Linked DNA regions of Nothobranchius furzeri: region 2 is linked to region 1. Evidence: chromatin contacts called from public Micro-C data. All regions are on one chromosome and are shown on one strand. Each heading gives the region's core, a stretch centred on a gene start, on an enhancer-like site or on the middle of the called end of the contact. The rest is flanking DNA. Distances are from core to core; before and after follow the strand shown.

What was found. A called contact is a pair of places that touch in the nucleus more often than the background predicts.
Region 2: a contact with region 1 is called in a Micro-C map of tail fin, with 12 times the contacts expected there. The contact joins two enhancer-like sites. A contact is called at or near these places in 2 of 2 Hi-C or Micro-C datasets (skeletal muscle and tail fin).

The regions. Positions count from the first base shown.
Region 1 is chr13:25,459,955-25,465,146 of NfurGRZ-RIMD1, reverse strand. No RefSeq gene overlaps it. Among protein-coding and RNA genes, the nearest start is that of fli1, 11 kb to the right of the region's middle. Within about 2 kb of position 2,731, at least 1 of the 3 cell types and tissues checked has an H3K27ac peak or open chromatin away from gene starts, as enhancers often do. A contact at or near this core is called in tail fin, where this site is marked.
Region 2 is chr13:25,602,470-25,607,921 of NfurGRZ-RIMD1, reverse strand. No RefSeq gene overlaps it. Among protein-coding and RNA genes, the nearest start is that of LOC129153777, 18 kb to the left of the region's middle. Within about 2 kb of position 2,356, at least 1 of the 3 cell types and tissues checked has an H3K27ac peak or open chromatin away from gene starts, as enhancers often do. A contact at or near this core is called in tail fin, where this site is marked.

The DNA of each region.
Region 1 (5,192 bases), core at 1,482-3,981:
GTGTTTCTCAGTGTCAAGGCACCTGGCCTTGTGAGGCGATGTCCTGCGAGGCCAGGTGCCTTGCTTACGAGGACACTGTCCTTCCTTGGTCACAGAAAACAGTTAAATGGAACAGACTTGCATCACGTGACCACGGCTTTCACGACGGTCACATAACGTCATGTGACACAGGAGATAAAGTTATATTTTATATGTATTAGTTTATATGTAAATATATAACGAGCCTTAAACTTTATTTTAAATTTACTTTATTTGTTCAGTGTAATATATAAGTGAGCTACTACCTGCTAGCCACCGAGGCGGCAACTACGGAGCAACTAAACAAACATAGATGACTTCTTTGGATCTAAAAAAAATCATTTTTAATTATTTGACTTACTTTTAAACTTGAAAATTGTCCCTGAAGTAGCTACCGGCTTCTGATCTGCCATCCTTTTGAAAATAATACGGTGTATTCTGTGTAATTTTTGACCAAGGCTAGGCTACCAGACACCTCCCGTGTATCCTTGCTCAGCTAGCTAAACGGCTAACAAACGGAGAACACACGCCTCGGTAGAACATGAACATTGGAACGCGTCTTGGCGGCTCCTGATGATGTATCTCCTAGGCAACCGGAGCGGGTCCATGACATCAAGGTGAGGTTCCTTGGCATTGAGAAACCCTAGGAGAACAGGAGACAAACCAAAAGCAGGTGTGATGAATTTAGATGAACACTCAGCAGGAAATAAGACTTTTACATGGTGTCAATTGAAGATGAAATGATCTTAAGAGGACCACAACTTAAAACACAGAAATAACACCAAAACCCACCAGCACTTTGTGTATTTGTTTTGAACAATGTCTGAAAGGTTTCCTGTCCATCGTGCCCCATTGGCTAAGACTCCCAAGATCTTAGTCAAGTCCAGACTCACAAGAAGTTATTTAACTTTGATGAGTTTGTCACATCTCTAAAGCACTGGCTTGATTCATCCCAAGAGAATAAAGGCATTTTTTTTTTTGTTTTTCAGCTAAATTTGTTGTTTTGAAATAGTTTCTGTGTCCTCAGGATCCATAAATACTTGGGCACTTTATATATATATATATATATATATATATATATATATATATATATATATATATATATATATATATGATTGTGTTTAAAGCTTCCATAGTGAATCTACAGAACAGGCTAGGTTATGACCACAAACAAGGTCATGCCAACACCCACCCCTCCCGCTGGGTATCTTCCAAAATTCTTCTGCCAGAACTGGAAATCCACATTGCCAGAGGAAACGAGAGAGCTCTAAACACCCGTCCAAATGTCTTTGGTCCAAGCGTTTTTGTTGTCAGTTACTTCAAATTGTTTTTCTTTAGGGGTTCTGGTAGTTTGTCCTGAAGTTGAAGTGGTAGCAGCCAGCTGTTTCTCCTTCTCTAATATTACTGAGCCGTGAATCAAGTACGTAATGAATGGAGAACGCAGGGAAGGCGGAGGTTCGGCCACACAGACAACCGGGTGTTTCAGTAGTTGTGTTTGGGCCGAAACGTGTTATTGGCAGAGGTTTTTAGACATATGTCAGAGAACCACTTTATTAATATTTGATATTTACACAATACAATGTATTTATAGCTTAGAACATTGTTAGGAGGCTTGAAAAAAGTTAAGCTAATCTATTTTCCAAATTTGCAATTGCAGCATTAATCTAGTAGGTGAACTCAGGTGTGTTCACTTGGAATAGCATTCCATCACTTCCACTATTCTGTACCCCCCCCCCCCCCCCCCCCCCCCACACACACACACACACAGACTCTGACCCATTTCTTCTTGCAGCTTTCAGGCTGGTTGGGGTTTCTGGTGTTTCTCTCCATCTTCTCACACACAGTTTCAAGTTGAGTCCCATTCCCAAACACACATACACACACACACACACCTCACTCAGCCCTCTCTTACAGCTCTGTCTGTGCAGAGTGGGCTATTTTTAGAGATCCGTTGTAGGTTTTAAAGATACTAAGTCCACACTGTGAGATGGATTTTCAGTGAGGAAACAGGCGGGTTCCTCCCCAATCTCAGTTCATTTCCTTCTCTGCATCCTCTCAGAAGCCTTGTCCAAACACTCCAGAGCAGAACACTTTTTCTGTCTCTCTACCCAGCTCTCTGCCAGCATCACCACCATGCTCGCTCCACCACAGTTCTCGTGTGATCTCGTTCTGTTTCTGATCCTCGTTTGCACTCTTTCCTGCAGAGAAAAAAAAATCCTAAAAGATGACAAACAATCTGTGCATTTAATCTGTCAGACACTTTGAAGCCCAAGTTCAGAAGACGCTTTGGCTCTAAGTGGCAATTTCCCAGAAACTAAAGCAGAAACCATCACTTCTGACTTCAGGACCTCTAGAAACTCAAATGGTCAAAATGTATAATCATTAGTGTGTGTGTGTATGTGTGTGTATGTGTGTGTGTGTGTGTGTGTGTGTGTGTGTGTGTGTGTGTGTGTGTGTGTGTGTGTGTGTGTGTGTATGTGCGTGCGTGTGTGTGTGTGTGTGTGTGTGTGCGCGCACGTGTGTATGTGCGTGCATGTGTGTGTGTGTGTGTGTGTGTGTGTGTGTGTGTGTGTGTGTGTGTGTGTGTGTAAATTAATTTGGACATATTTAGGAATGTATGCAACTAAAAAGTCAAAAATGTATTTTGGAAGCCACTTGGCTGTTTTAATGCGCTTTACAGTGAAACTCTGCCCTCTATGGGTTACTGCCTGTAATGCAGGACAAAGGTAGAAAAATACAAGTTTATTTATACAAAAAAATAAATGTTATTTGATTTAGCTATGATGTCCTTGCTGTTTCATTCCAGGTTTTCTGAATTAAACCATACATTTCTATATCATCTCCTGTTAGACAGATGGTTTGATGTGGTATGAATAGCATCGGGGTGAGAGGGGTGGCATCGACACCTGAGGGCTTCTGTACACCTCACCAGCTGTCTCCAGCAGCCCACGCCATGTGTTAACACTTTACTCCCCAGATAACCATGATGACAGCGTCGCCCTGTCTCTTTAAGGGCCGGAGAGGAATGCTGCGGTTTTCTGGGTAGTGCCCTCACACACACACACACACACACACACACACACACACACACACACACACACACACACACACACACACACACACACCTAAAAAAACTACTCATTTTCACCAATTTTTCTTCTTTCATGCTTAAATACTTCCCTGACCTGCTGAGATTTTTCTTGTGTTTCGGGGTCTTCACATTTTCTTCTGTAAAACAAACCATTGCTTTGTTTACTGGAAGGTGAAATGACCAACATGCCTTATTTTTATTAAAAAAAATTTCACTATTTTAGGAACATAAGAGAAATAAATGCATCTTTGACCTTGAAATTGACTTTTTAAACTTCAAACACACCCCTAAGCATCTACCCTCATTTTAAATTTGTAACTATTTTTAATAATTGATTTTTCTAATTAAAAGCACTGCAAAACACCACTTGGGCAGATTTATTTCAACTTTTTTTTTCTTGTAGATAGTGCCAAGTCCTGAGTTACATACATCTTACTGGAGCCAGAGCTCCCTCTAGCGGTTGAAGTGGGCAGTGCACTCCCCGTGAGTAGGGTAAATGAGCAGGCCCTCTTTATTAGATCCAGATTTGACCGTCTGAAGGCACAGATGAATGATTTTTGTAGTCTGGTGTGCAACCCACATCGAGTTCAGCCTGTCAGACATGTCTGGGGGGAACGTGGGGGGAGAAAGGAGGGGACTCTGGCCTCAAGTGAAAGCCTTGAGAATGCAGGACAGGGGTAAACCTTAAACCTGAGAGCTCAGCTCGGCTCGGGCTCTTCCAGGGAACAACACTTTTCTTATTGAGCCAGTGAGCCAGACTCAAATGAGAGGTGACAGCATATTCATTTCACACTGTGTTTTTCTTTAAGGGCTTTTTAAAACACTGTTGAATGATGAGTGGTCAGTGGATTTATAGTTCAGAGGATGATTTAGGCTTTCTAAATGGTGTTACCTTCCTCGTGCTTTTGCTCTCCCACACTTTTGATGTTTTTTTTCTTTATTTCCACAGGAACCATCGTTTTTCTCATGCTGTTCGTACACTGATGGCTTCCACTGAAATTGGGACAGATTTGAAATGTAAACTGAGCACCTTAGATTCCCGTGCTCAGCTTGGACCAGAGGCTGGGTGTGCCCACATTTTGGGCTAAGTTAGGTGGTCTGGAAGACCCGTGCAGACGCTGTCAGAAATCCAAGGCAATTTGTGGTGTTGTTAAAAGTAATTACATAGATACACACGGCAGTTGCATAAATCACAAACACTGACTCAAATGCGTTCTTCCGTTTTGACTGAGGGCATACCAAAGCATAGTAATGGCAACATGCATTTTGTCTCGCCATCGCGTGTGCTTTGGTTCTCCCCAAATCTCATGTCGACTTTAACCCTGCGGGGCAAAAATACCAAAAGGGAATAGATTCCATATCAGGGCTGAACCAGAACCTGATGAGAGCGACACATTAAAGAAGCCCCAGCAGGTTGATCGTATGCAGGACTCCTTTATAAAACCGAGCCTGGATAGCGCGACTCATTTAATTTAATTTAACGTTTCCACTTGAAATGATGGGAAGATTTGTGCAAATCGTGCAGCTCTTTAGTTGCAGCTGGATGAGGTTGACTTATAGCTGCAGTCATCACATGTTTCTGCACAACACCTCCCCTAAATCATTCAAATACAAACCAATATAACTTTTAGATGAAATGACATCCGTCCTTTTGAACATCAGTCTTGTGCTTATGCGCCATTCCTTGTAAGTGCCTGAAAGCATGCATGTAAAGATGTGATGTTCTGCCCTGCCTTCCCTGGTGCCACACTGTGATTTTCTCTCTCCCTAAGGAGTAGAGGAATACGGGGCTGGAACAAACCAAATCTCCATCTCCATGATCGTCTCTCAGCTTCAACTAAATAAATAAGTCATTACAGTTCAGAGTGAGGAGCTTCATTTACTCCAGGCAACGTAATCACAAATGTCCACAGGCTGCTCACATCATTTCAGTACACAAGTGGATCCCCAGAGATAATCTGGCATCGTTTTGGGATGGTCTGACAAAAGCGCACAGGGAGAATTTGTTCACTAATGTTAAACTGAGGATGCAAAGAGCGAGCCATTGACAAGATCATCTGAAAGCCACATTCCCTATCTAATA
Region 2 (5,452 bases), core at 1,107-3,606, 140 kb before region 1:
TCACTCCTCCTGTCTTATCTTCGTCTCTATAAATAAATCCTGTGAACAGATGTTCGGGGCATTTGCTTCGGCATCTTGCCACAGTTATAACTGTTTGACTTGTCTGCTCACTGTCTCCTTCTCTCTTCACTCTAGGAAATGGGTTATTGATAAACATTTTGATAAAATCCATGACAGTATCTGTATCTGCAAATGCATTTTTATGTTGTGTAATGAAAGTTTTTGTGATGTAACCAGTAGTTTTATGAAGTCTTTTAGAGGTTTGGTTGCCAATAAAGTCAATGCAAGGTCTGCTGATTTTTGTTACTTTATTTATTATGTAGCACTGTTTTTTAACTGTTGTCCTTCGGTAAGGATGTTGAGTTAAGTTGAAGTAAACCAACTGTAAGGGTATGGACATGTATGTGGTAGAAGCACATTGAATTGCTTCTGTGAATGACATTTGTAATAAAGCTGCCTTGCCTAATATAGAGAAACTGCTGTTTAAAGTCACATGAACAACACCGTCTACACGTATACCTTACGGTTGGTTAAGGCTGGTAGTTTGTTCTAGCTATAGATGACTCTTGACCAGTGTTGGGAGTAACGCGGTATAAGTAAATAATTACTGTAATGCATTGCTTTTTGCTGTAATGTGGTAATGTAAGGCATTACAGGGAAAGAAAATAGTAATATTTACTCGGTACAATTGTCAGTAACGCAGTAATTACAATGCATTTTTAAACCCAGAATCAAGATGTGGGTTTCCAAAAAATTCAAATTGCGGGAAGCCTGAAAAAAGATCCAGTATCCACATATATGACGTCATTTATGGACTCAGCTTTGCGGGCATTCCATGAGCAGAGAGGACGCAGCGGTAACGGCTCAAATACTCCAGCTGCGGCCTGCACACGGCCTCTGTTATATTCACAAAATCGCTCCACCAAAACAAAGTCATTCATTTGCAATCGTTTATATCAGCCCATATTCTCTGGTACTTCATGTACTTTTCAGCTGAGTTTATAATCTGTGCCCCGGTGATTTCAACTCACTGCTGCTGGAGTGCAGCGCATATTAAGCTTTTTGTTTTTTTGAGTTCGATAGATCCCTTTGGCTGATTAGTTAGAAAGTAGGAAATCTAGGAACCAGTTTTTCTGGAAGACGGAGAAAACATGCAGCATGCAGGAAGGTTAGAGAGAGAAAGGGCAGGAAGTTATTCACATAAAATCAAGAAAACAAAAAAAAGTGCTTGAAAAGAAAAAAGTAGGTAGATTTATCCCCAATACACATTTTTACCAGTGAAAAGCAATAATATATAAGCATTTAATATTTATACATGTGATAGAATCAGATCACCCCAGAAGTCAGTCCCACATCCAGGGCCGTATCAAGGCATTTGGGGGCCAAGGCAAATTTAGGCTTGGATCCCCCACCACCTCACTCCTTGCTCAGTTAATATAAGATGGCAGCATGCTGAGAGTACAGATTGTTTTTGCTTTTATTTAATAAACAATCATTTTAAAGCACTGTTATTATATCTGACTGTTTTTAACAGCAATCCTAGCTCAGACACCACATCACCTTCCACATATATGTCATGAGCTCACTGAGCGTCACATTACCAGATTCATATTGAAGTTGTTTTGGTGAATGTAACTTAGAGTAATGCAAAAGTAGTGTAATGCCTTACATTTTAAAATCAGTAATATTGTAATGTAATGAATTACTTTAAAATGAGGGTAACAAGTAATAAATAATGCATTACAGTTTTGAAGTAACTTGCCCAACACTGTTCTTGACAGTTCAACACATTCCAAAAGGGAGTAAAAGTCAAGTAATTAAAACCCTACTGTTGTTTATTTGTCCTTTCCGTCTAATCAGACTGTTACTTTAGTCGGCCAGCCCTGACTCAGAGCACAATCATCTGTGGAGGGCTGTGACAGAGCTACTGAAGAATGTGTGGTAAATTTTCTAACACGTGGCCCTGTCTGACTGAGTTTGGTGTCAGTGTGGCATGCTCCAGCGAGGCGCACATTAGAGCCCACGTCGGATCCCAGTGTGTTTTTGTTGGAGGGCCGACCGGGCCACATGTTTGAGCCACATGTGTGTTTGACACAGAAAATGAAACACACGTTGGGATGCAGAAGTGCTGCGTCTGCAGCTGCTTTCCTGGAGACAGGCCTCACAAAGAGAAGAGGACTGTCACGACTGACAGAGGATTCAGGGAATTATTTTATGGACATTTCATCTTTAGTTTGTTTTCTTTCACATGACTTTAGACACAATTTGCTGCTGCTTCTTTTTTTTTTTTTCTTTTATTGACTTGTTGCAGTTACCAGCATTTTTGGACAGAGGGCAGCAGACAGCCATTATTAAAACAAACCTTCATGTTGGTTTCAGACCGGAGCCACATGTCAAAGACAAGCCATGAACTTAAGCTGATCACACTCTTTCTAATTTGTCCAATTTGAACTTGTTTGATTCACTGGTTGAACAAAAATGTCTGCCTGAGCAGAGCCAAACCACCATTAGCTCCATCTCCACAGCATAGTTGAAAGCCTGCCAACTTTATTTGGGGTTGCATGCGCTTTACTTTATTGAAACAATATGTTCGTTTGGAGCACGACTGAAGCAAACATGCCCAGGAACCCATCTTGATATTGTCAACAAAGCGGATGACAAGAGGAGCAACAGAGGTCAAAAGGTGCTGTTAAATGTGTTCAGTTTCTCTGAAATCTCTGAAATGATTGCATTTTAAGCCTTACTCAACTCCTTCATATAACAGAGTACACCATTCTCTACATCAGACCGTCTTATTTACATAACATACCTATACACTCATCCATTCAAAAGAACTTCATGGTGCTGATTGAAATATTTGCTGCTCAAATGCAAGCGGTTTCCTCTCTACTGCAGTATGAGAGAGCTGTGCATGAAGTGCGACTGATCTCAACTGGAACAAATGAAGCACGGGTGTCACTTTAAAAAAAATTTAAAAAATAATCAAGTGCTAAGAGACAACAGATGGGTGGTTTGTTTCACGGCTACTGGAGAAACTGCAATTCATCAACTTTACGTCCTGGTACAAGACCAATGACTAAAGATGCTTCAGATGGAGATGGATTCTTGTTGGGTAGGGCAAAGGGAGGATAGGTCATCAAAGTACTCAGAAACGTAACCACCAAGAGTCCTTTATGTAGACATCTGAATAAACAAAGATTCCAAAGGGGAAGTTTGATTCCTGCAAAGGTTCTTGCCCTTGGGCCTGGAATGTTTCATATTTACATTGCCTAATAATGTTAGAAAACATGTTTATTTCATCCCTATTGTTGGTTTACAGTTCACACTTTTCTTTCTCCCTCTGTCTTTGTTATTTTTTCCCTGTCTTGTTTCATTCCTGATTAGTACAGTTGCACATTCAACTAAGACAAGTTCTGCATTTCTATTTTTACCGTCCCGTTGTCCATTACTGTCCTCCACCAAAACATGAAAGGTGAGCAATACTGTTTTTACCTGTGTGTGTGTGTGTGTGTGTGTGTGTGTGTGTGTGTGTGTGTGTGTGTGTGTGTGTGTGTGTGTGTGTGTGCACGCTTTTTGGAAAAAAAACATTTTATTAACCTGGAGACATAATTTAATGGAATTAAGTTATTATTAAAGTGTTCTCCCGCTTAAAAAAATCGAGGCCTGTAATTTCCCTCATAGTTAAACTTCAATTGTGAAAGAGAAACAGGAAAAAAATCCAGAAAATCACATTGTCTGATTTTATGGTGGAAAACGAGTATTTGGTCTCCTATAACAAACGGCGTTTCTGGCTCTCACAGACCTGTAACTTCTTCTGTAAGACACTCTTCGGTCCTCCACTGATTGCTTTTAATAATAGCAAGAAACAACATTTTAGACCTGCACCAGGCTGGGAAGACTGAATCTGCAATTAATAAGCAGATTCGTGTGAAGAAACCAACTGTGGGAACAATTATTAGGAAGTAGAAGATTTTGATAATCTCCCTTGATCAGAAGCTTCACACAAGATCTCACCTTGTGTCAAAATGATCACCAGAACGGTGAACAAGAATCCCAGAGCTACACGGGGGAGCTAGTGACTGACCTGCAGAGAGCTGGGAAGTTACAAATACCATCAGTAACACACTCCGCTGCCAGGGACTCAAATCTAGTGCCAGGCATGTCCCCTTGCTTAAGCCAGGACATGTGCAGGCCCGTCTGAAGTTTGCTAGAGAGCATCTGGATGATCCAGAAGAATATTGGGAGAATGCCAGATGGTCAAATGAATCCAGAATAGAACTTTTTGCTAGAAACTCTGCTTGTTATGTTTTGTGGAGAAAGAATGCACAGTTGCAGTCAAAGAACACAATCCTACTGTAAAGCATGGGGTTGGAAGCATCATGCTTTGGGGCTGTTTTTCTGCACAGGGACCAGGATGACTGATCAGTGTAAAGGAAACAATGACTGGGGTCATGTATCGTCAGACTGAGTGAAAACCTCCTTCCATGAGTAAGTGCATTGAAGACGGACCTGGGTCTTTCATTATGACAATGAACCCAAACACACCACCCGGGTAACAAATGAGTGGGTACGTAAGAAGCATGTCAGGTTCCTGGAGTGGCCTAGCCAGTCTCCAGATCTCAACCCTACAGAAAATCTTTGGAGGCGTTAAAAGACTGTGTTGCCCACCAACAGTTCCAAAACATCACTGTTCCAGAGGAGATCTACCAGAAGGAATGGGCCAAAATACAGAATGGGCCAAAATACCGGCAGCAGTGTGTTTAAACTGTGTGAACACTTTCAGAAAATGCTTGATCTCTGTGTAGCAGAGGATTTTAGCTACATTTATTAAATTAAATGATCAAGATGTGATATTCCATATAATATGAATTATCAATCTGATTGGTCTTTCAATATTTGTATTACCTTAGATTCTTTGACTATTCAGGGAACACACACTTGATGTTAATTCAGACAGAGTCAAGGATATAGTTTATAAAAATGTATTTAATTCTATCTTTCTAAACTAATGACTACACATGACAAAGTGTGAATGAAATGATGGCTGTGATCTTGTGATGTCTGGGTTGTTAAATCAGTTTCACTGTATGGTTTAATAAGCTAGAGATTATTCAGAAAACCATCTAACACTATTGTGCAGAGTCTACGTTACCCCTTGTGTGACGGTATCTCTCGAGCGGTCTGAGGAAAGGCAGCCAGAGTGGTGAGTTCACCAGACGTCGTGGTTACAGGAATCTCAGAGTCGTAGCTGCCTTTGAATTCAGATCACCGGCCAGGAAAACTACCAGGGTCTGCAGGTCAGATGTTCCAAGTCTGTGGTGTTGTAGTGCCTGATATCACTCCCAAGCATTGCAGAGAGGCTTTGGCCTTGGTCAACAGAGAGGATGGTTCCAAATGCTTGAACTAGAGATCAGGAAGCGATCATTTATTAATCGTTGTTGACAAATTTAGA